Regions from separate parts of the Rattus norvegicus genome. Here region 2 is linked to region 1. Evidence: chromatin contacts called from public Hi-C data. All regions are on one chromosome and are shown on one strand. Each heading gives the region's core, a stretch centred on a gene start, on an enhancer-like site or on the middle of the called end of the contact. The rest is flanking DNA. Distances are from core to core; before and after follow the strand shown.

Region 1 (3,865 bases), core at 1,313-3,812:
GAAAATCTAAAATATAATCAGCAAATATATAAGGATAAAAAGCTAAATGCACTTTCACAACATGGTCTAACACAGTCCAGGCTGGTCTCAAACTTACTGTGGATCTGAGGATGGCCTTGAACAACTGTATCTACCTGTATTGGTAAAATACAACTGCATCTAACTGTATCTGTATCTATCTCCCCAGTCCTGGGATCACAAGTGTGTATTAGCATTCCTGGTTTATGGGTGCAATGGATTGAAACCCATGGCTTCCTGTATGCCAGGGAAGCACTCTATCAACTGAGCTACATCCACAGCCCCAATTTTGAGTTTTAAAAGAAACAAAAATCTGCAATAGTCAACTGCTTTCATCTGAAGGGTACATGTAGTCAAAACACAGGCGATAAACCAAAGTTAGCAGGCTTGACAGTTCAAACCTGCAATACTAACATTCTGGAGGCCAAGGCAGGAAGGTCTCCAGCTTGAGGAGATCCTGGACTATAAAGAGGGACGTGTATAAAAACAATTTTTAAGGCAGGCTACAGGCTGGAGAGATGGCTCAGAGATTAGGAGCACTGACTGCTCTTCCAGAGGTCCTGAGTTCAATTCCCAGTAACCACATGGTGGCTCACAATCATCTGTAATAGGATCTGATGCCCTCTTCTGGTGTGTCTGAAGACAGCTACATACATTAAACAAAGAATTAAAGCCAGGCTAGCTAGTATATGTCTCTAAATCCGCCACTTAAGAAGTGGCTCAAGGGATCAGGTATTCAAGGTCAGTCTTGGTTATATCCTGGCCTCAAGACAACAACAGTAGAAAAATAAATGAACAACTCAATGAACAGCATTTTAATGAGCACACAAATTACGTCATGAAACTATTACAGATAAATTAGACCGTATGTGGTGCCTGTCCTCTAAAATACCCAAAGCATTTTAGAGCACTATCCTATGGTCTTTCATGTCATCTCATGGGACTCTCTAATAGAAATATTTCCACCTTCTGAGGCTGCAGAAATAAATTCTGCAATAACACCACAAAAGGTCCAGGACCCCATCTTTTCATCCTGCCTATGGCTAAGGAATAGCATTTGCAGAATCTGCATGGATCAACACTGTTTACAAATTTTATCTTTAGCCCAGGCCCCGTGACACTGTACAACTGCGGAAGGAAAATACTAAACAACCTCACTGTTGTCAGTGCTTCTCTCTCCTCTCTCTCTTTCCTGTACTATCTTATTACTCATAACAAAGTCTGAAGGATAAAAATATTACGAAAAACGTTTCTTAATTGAACCGTCTTACAATAAAAGTATGATCCACTAAAATCATAGCATTTTCTATCTTGTATTACAGATATGCTTATCTTAGGTTTCTGGTGTAGGTTAAGTTCAGCAGCTGGAGACTCAATGGTACGGTTTTTCAAAGAGCCCTGCAAGCAATAAGAATGTATATACATTGTGTGTACCTATCTGGGAATGCTCTCTTCTGCCTTACTACCTGAAGCTTGCAGCTTGACAGGTAGCTTTTCCGGTGGTAACGTAGGCAGAACAGAGAGGGCGAACCTTCAGAGCTCTAGGGAGGGGCCGGTAAACTGCAGCACAGGTTTAACAATTAGCTGCCGGGTTGCTGTGGCCCAAAAGAAAAAATAAACCCACTGGAGCATGCAACACCAATTTCCTTCTGCAAAGCCCTCCATGACTCCCTGAGAATCTCTGATCTTTGGTGCTTGTCCCCGACTGTCCAGGAGGTTTGGGCCTCTCACCCGCTGTCACGTTGTCACACAGCCTCAGCGGGACCCTCAGAGCGTAAAGCAGCCCCAGCCCCGCCAGGAACCACAGCGTGGACCCAGAGTTCGCCAGCCCGGCCTTCAGCCGCTCTTTCCAGCCCAGCGGCGGGCCCAGGCCCAAGCCGGGAACAGGTGCATGGGGACACCCCACAGCCCGCGCGGCTTCCGCGAAGTAGTCTCCGTCCGCCATCTTGCGTCTCCGGCAGGCGCCGGGACCTGGGAGGGGAGAAGGGCCGGAAACCCGGAGTTGGGAATCCTGGGATAGTGGCGGACTTGAAGCTGGCCTCTGTCTAGGCTGAGTCCTGGGGAATTGGACGGAGGTCTGGAAGGTGGCGGAACGCCTGGAAGGTGGCCTACTCTGGGGCTACCTAGTCCTCTAGGAGGGCGGGGAAGGATCCGATGGTGGCACTTATTCTGCAGGAAACGGACTCAATGTGGCGCTGGAGAGAAGTGGTTTTGGTTCCGTACGTGGTTGGGGGTCACCTTTCGCCCTGTGCCGGCGTTGGAAAAGTACTGATGTCTCCTAGAGCCGAGCAGCTCTTAGTGCACTGGACTCGGCGGCCTACGAGACCAACGGGATCAGGAAAACTTCTAGGTGTAGCAACTGCTACTTGACCAGAGGGAGCCCAGGCGCCATGGACAGTCGAGACACGCCACCAAGCATTCCAGGACGAATGGGAAAGTGACTGAAACCCAGTGAGAAAGATGTTAAGACTGCAAAACCCTGAGGGGAAAGTCGACTTCCTAGAGCGCTCCCACCCTAAGCTGTCACGCCCGCGCGGAACTGACATGGCGCCCTCTTGGCCGGAGCTTCCGGGCGGGTCCTTCTGACGGCCCCCTCGGTGATTCCACCACTCAGCTTCCTTCCCGGCTTGCCTCGCGCCGGCCCGCCGGGCTGGGCCAGAGCAGCCAAGATGGCCGACTTCGAGGATCGGGTGTCGGATGAGGAGAAGGTAAGGGGTCCGCCTCTTTTACTTCCTCCCCCGACGAGGCCCAGGGGTCCGAGCCGGCAGCAGTGGGAAACCTGGTGGTGACCCCTGGAAAAAGAAGGTTGTTTCCCGGTGCTAGCATATTCCCTCTGCATCCGGGACGCTTCCTTCCTTAAAGGAGATTTCGTTTGCCTCACGGTGGCCCCAGTCCCCCATTCCTCAACTCTTCTTTTCATTCCGGACCGAACACAACCTTCCTTCAAAAGAGGAGACACTTTGTCTGATTGACTTAACTGTAGACTCTTTACTGTGTAAGAGAGGAGGAGAATGTGATGTCGGGACGTGTCAGGCAGCAGTTATTTTACCGCCTTTGGCTGTTGGGGCTCACCCCATCCCCCCATTTATAGGTATGATTGGGGTTAGTTTAGAACGAGTCACTTCCTGATCAGAGTGGCCTCCTTAACTTCCCTTTTGCTCCTCCTTCCTCAGGAAGTGATTTTGCTGTCAGGACTCCTTGTCAGGGAGAGGTCCTCTGGTGTTGCCTGTCCACCTAACCTACACACCCTCATCTTTTCTTAACTACTGACGACTAAACTAATTGGATAAAAATAAATCAGTAAACCTCAAGGGATTTGCTTAAGAATTTGACGAACACCTTTATTCTGCTTATGCTCTCTTGTGTGCACGTTTAGCCCCAAGGTGACTCCGACTCTTCTGTTTTAACTATAATTTTTTTTCAAAGTAGTTTTTTTTACTTCCGGTTAAACCGTGAGAAGTAGGCAACAGACTTGTTTCAACTCCAGAAAGGTTATGTAGCAAATAAACCTCACATTTAACACATTCAGTTTGGATGAAACACCCAACCCTTTTTTGATGACCAACTGTAGTGCTTTATAGCTGGGGTTGTCAGAATGTCGTTTGTGTGCCTAGATCTTTAAAGGTGTTTTAAATACAAGGGTGTATCCCAAATTTGATAGGATAACTTTTCCTGACAACCACATATATTTGCTAAACAGTTTGTTCAAAAAGGAAAGAAGTGCCAGGTTCTTCCATAAACACAGAATCTTAGGGTGGCTAGAAGTTAAAATGGTTTCACTAGATAACTACTTATGGGACAAGAATGTGTCTTTTGTTTCCTGCAGTGCCTGTTAGCAAAGTATGTG
Region 2 (3,960 bases), core at 409-2,908, 190 kb before region 1:
CCAAAGCACCTGGGCTGTACTGGAGCATCTCCGCATGCTGTCTTCAAGCCAGCAATGGCTAGGGGAGAGTACCGAGTTATTGGCTTCGCTCTGCTGCTGCGTTAATCACTATCTTTCCTCTGAACAGGTCCCCCGTGGGAACGGGTGGCCGGCTAGCAGACTATGGCACAGATTGGAGTTAGTCTTGTAATCTTTCTTTTCCAGTTATTAATTCTATAACCTTCAGTTGGATCTCTTGGTTTCTTTGACTCGTCATAATCACTCACGGTGATGTCCACTATACAGGGTATGACAGCACTGACACGGATATTATATGGATGAACATAACACTGTGTTGACAGGAAATACTGTTTTACTTCCTCTAAACCATGATTACTCAGGCTGGGCATCTCTCTACCCAGACTGTAAACTGCACCTGTCTCGAGGACTGTGTTTGCCTAGGGCAGTGGTTCTCAACCTTCCTAGTGCTGCTGTCCTTTAATATAGTTTCTCACGTTGTGGTGCTCAACCATAATTTCGCTGCTACTCACAGCTGTAATTTTGCTGTTATAAATTGTAATGTAGGTATTTTTTTTTTTTTACAGATAAAGGTTATCCGAGGGGTTGTAACCCACAGGTTGAGAACCACAGGCAGAGAGAGTATTAAATTCCTAATATTCTCCTGCTGATAATTGTGAGGATTAGGAATAATGTATTCAGAGTAGCATGTTACTTGTGCACTTAAATACTTGTTTTCTTACATGTACTTGTTACAAATTCTTTAAAACAATGTGGTCAATCACTTGTGAGCTGAAGTGCAGGCTACGGTAGAGTGCGTTCTCTTCCCTCCAGGTTATCCGGTCTTGTTTTTATCACTAAGATCTGCATTCCTGTGTTCACAAGGACAGTCATTCCCCCTCATCCAACTGTTTTGTTTTGGCTTCGTTAAAAACGCATTCCCCACAGTATGACGGGGCCCAAACATATAAAAGAGGGCCCCACATTCATGAAAGGCAAGCACAGTGTGGGAAAACTGCGCGTAAGTTTGCAATTATTTGGCTTCGCCCTGAAAGGAAGGTCGGCAGGGGTTATGCCCTCCTCTACCGGGTGCTGTCCTGTCTGTTCAACCCCAGAGTCTCCCTTTGTGTACCCAGTGTGATGTGTTAAAGGAGATGGTCTTGTGCCCTTGCTTTCCAGCACCACACCCAAAAGTCAGTGCAGAGAGAGAGAGAGAGAGAGAGAAAGTGAGAGAAGCAAAGAAGACACGTTACTAGGTTTTCAATAACTAATTCTAAAACAAACGCTAAAACTCACTTCTTTTATTCACATTTTGGATAAACCCCAAATTAAGCCACCAAAAGGTGTTCTCAGGATCCTGAAAAGTTGCAGAGCCCAGGCGGAGAGCAGAGCGAACCCAGACTCCAGCCGACCAGAGGTGGTACTTCCTCCCGGAAGTGACGCCAGCTCAATCCCAGCCTGGCTCTCCCAAACAAAAGGGATCTTGCAGCCCCAGGAGGAGCCGGGATGACTTTGGAGAAGCCCAGCCTTCAGGCGGCGAGGATTGGTTGCAGAGCCGCAAGGGCAAGACTATAATTGGCTATGGTATCTGCCGGTCACTGCCGGCGGATGAGGGGGCGGGTCCTGGGAGGCTGGGGATGGGGAGCGGGCGGCGGAGGCGGCGGCGGGGAAGGATCCCGGAGCGCCGAGGCCAGGTACGGAGCGCGGGGTCCGGGCTCTGCGGTGCTGGGTGGCCGGGTCTCCGAGAGAGCCTCCCGGCCCGGAGCGTGTATGGCTTTCAGCAGCAGTCCCTGTCGGGGTAGGGATGGTCCCTTAGGGGGCGGGGCCGCCGCCTCCAGATCCCGGGATTCCCCGAGGAGGCGTCGCGGCATCCTCCAGGGTCCTCGCGACTGTTCATTGTCTCTCGCCAGCCTCCGCCCTTTAGCAGGGGTCTCCCCCTGACCTGTCTCACTCCATGTCGCCTTTTGCCCAGCCCTAGCCTCGGAGAGGGACTGGTGGGTGCAGTTTCTAAGCTGCAGCCCCCACCCCTATATTGGACCCCCGCAAGTCCAGGCATCCCTTCCCACACCTGCCCCTGCTGGCAAGTCTGGGTCCAGAACTAGGGTGCTGTATAAGATCTAAAAAAAAAAAAAACAGCGTTGTTCTTATGAGGGATGGGCGAGGAGGAGGGAAAAAAAAGACGAGACCCAGACAGACACCTCCAACAGTCAGAGCGGCCTTCTCCCCTCTTTAGCTCTTCCCATCCCCCAGCCTCTGATTGCTCCTACGGTCCCCCCAGATCCTGTGTTGTCTTGTTGAGTGTTGAGAGCTCCCCGGCTTAAATCATGTATTACCTTCTTCCCTTCGCCCTTTGTACCTTCCTCGCCCTTTATTTTTCTTGTGGGAGAAGCCAGCTTTTGGGGGATTTTTAGGTTTGAGTTGCCTTTCAGTTTTGCTTTCTACCCGGTTTCTTCCCTGAGAACTTAATAGGAAAGCATCCGCATATTTCATAGCAAGGTGGGTGTGTTAGCTTTCAGCAGAGTTAGCCTTGTGTGGGTAGGAATGCAGTGTGTATTGTTTGACAGTCAGTTATTAATACCATATTTTCAAATGAAACGGTGTGGAGAAGTCAGTAAATGCCTTTGCAGTAGGAATCCCCATCTCTCAGTTTGTAGTGGGCTGGTCCGTTGCTCCGGGAGACTGCAGTTAACCTTGAAGGTGTACGGCAGGTTGAAACAAAAGACAGGAAGTATTTGAACAAAATTCAGGTTCAGTTGGCTAGGTTTATAATTAATCTGGTCCTGTGGCCTCTGAGTACTATCTCACCCCTGTTTTATAATGAGATTTTATCTCAAAGAAAACGTATCTACATGTGATATGATTCTGTCTGGCGTGCCCGCATCATCAACCAAAATTTAAAGCATTAAAATAAAAGGTAGTTTTCAATTTCAGAACAAGAGCCTTGTTGACTGTCCCGATGTTAATGTCATCGAATCTCTAACCATCAGCTGTGGCTAGCAGTACCACCTATTAATTTTTCTATATTTTTGGCATTTTAAATTTTGATCCCGAGTTCATTTTACTGTTGGTTATTTATAGCCGACAGATGTGAGGTGCAGAGTTGCAGTCACAGAGGGCGATTGTAGTGGCTGTTGTCTGTAGCCTTCCTGAGTAGACTTCCTGAAGGTAATTAGTTTTGAATAGTCAGGTTCCAGAGCCACTCTAGGGCTCTGTGATTGTTTCCAGACACCTAGAGAAAGGAAGCACAAAGAAGAAACTGTATACAGGGTCTCTCCTGCAAACACAAAGTTTATTGCCATAGGAAGGAGAGATCCATTATCCCAGAAATAGCATCAGGGGTTTAAAAAAAAAAACTAGAAGTAGAATAGGAAACCCCCAAAAGATGTATCTTATTACATGAGTGGAGAACAGGAAATAAATCCAGGTAGGAGACGTCGGGAAACCTAAGGAGTAGTGATTTCCAGGGCCCTGACAAACAGAGGAAAAGCAGAATAAAGCCACTGATGTTTTGGCACAATAAACAAGAGCTGCTTAATATACCTTTGATCTGGAGGGCTGGTTTTGTTTTGTTTCATCAAGAGTGCTACTGTGTCTCCTTATGCTTCTGAAAACTGTGTAGCCCAGGATGGCTTCCCCTCCTGTTGGGATTACAGCGTGTACTATGATGTTCAACTCTGATAGAATTCTTTCCGATAACCTTTTCACTGTCATTTTTGGTCATGTTAAATGAAAAAAGCATTGTGTGCAGACAGTTTGTGTGTGTGGGTTTAGTGCATTTCATTAAATTATTCTTTGACTGCAAAAAGTTCTTGTAGCTTCCACGGTGCCTAATAGGAACACTGAATTTAGTTTAAAGCTCTCACATAAGAGTCAAACAAGACAGATAACAAACTGATAAAGTATGGCACATCTTGTTAAACCATCCGCCTTCTTGTCTTTGTGTAATTTGATTTTTCCTTATCT

Evidence for each region. Hi-C and Micro-C count contacts between places; a contact is called where the count stands out from the background.
Region 2: a contact with region 1 is called in a Hi-C map of the A7r5 cell line, with 4 times the contacts expected there. The contact joins the promoter of Cttnbp2nl here to the promoter of St7l in region 1. A contact is called at or near these places in 7 of 12 Hi-C or Micro-C datasets (the A7r5 cell line, the Rat2 cell line, Schwann cells and 4 more) and 1 of 1 datasets of contacts at active chromatin or transcription factors (oligodendrocytes).

Annotation. Positions count from the first base shown.
Region 1 is chr2:195,051,636-195,055,500 of GRCr8, reverse strand. It overlaps St7l (suppression of tumorigenicity 7-like), which reads right to left and starts at 2,562. Exons shown (of 14, transcript NM_001007639.1): 1 at 1,750-2,562. The coding sequence starts at 1,963. Capza1 (capping actin protein of muscle Z-line subunit alpha 1) reads left to right here and starts at 2,401. Exons shown (of 10, transcript NM_001109625.2): 1 at 2,401-2,726. The coding sequence starts at 2,688.
Region 2 is chr2:195,240,601-195,244,560 of GRCr8, reverse strand. It overlaps Cttnbp2nl (CTTNBP2 N-terminal like), which reads left to right and starts at 1,658. Exons shown (of 6, transcript NM_001107712.2): 1 at 1,658-1,691.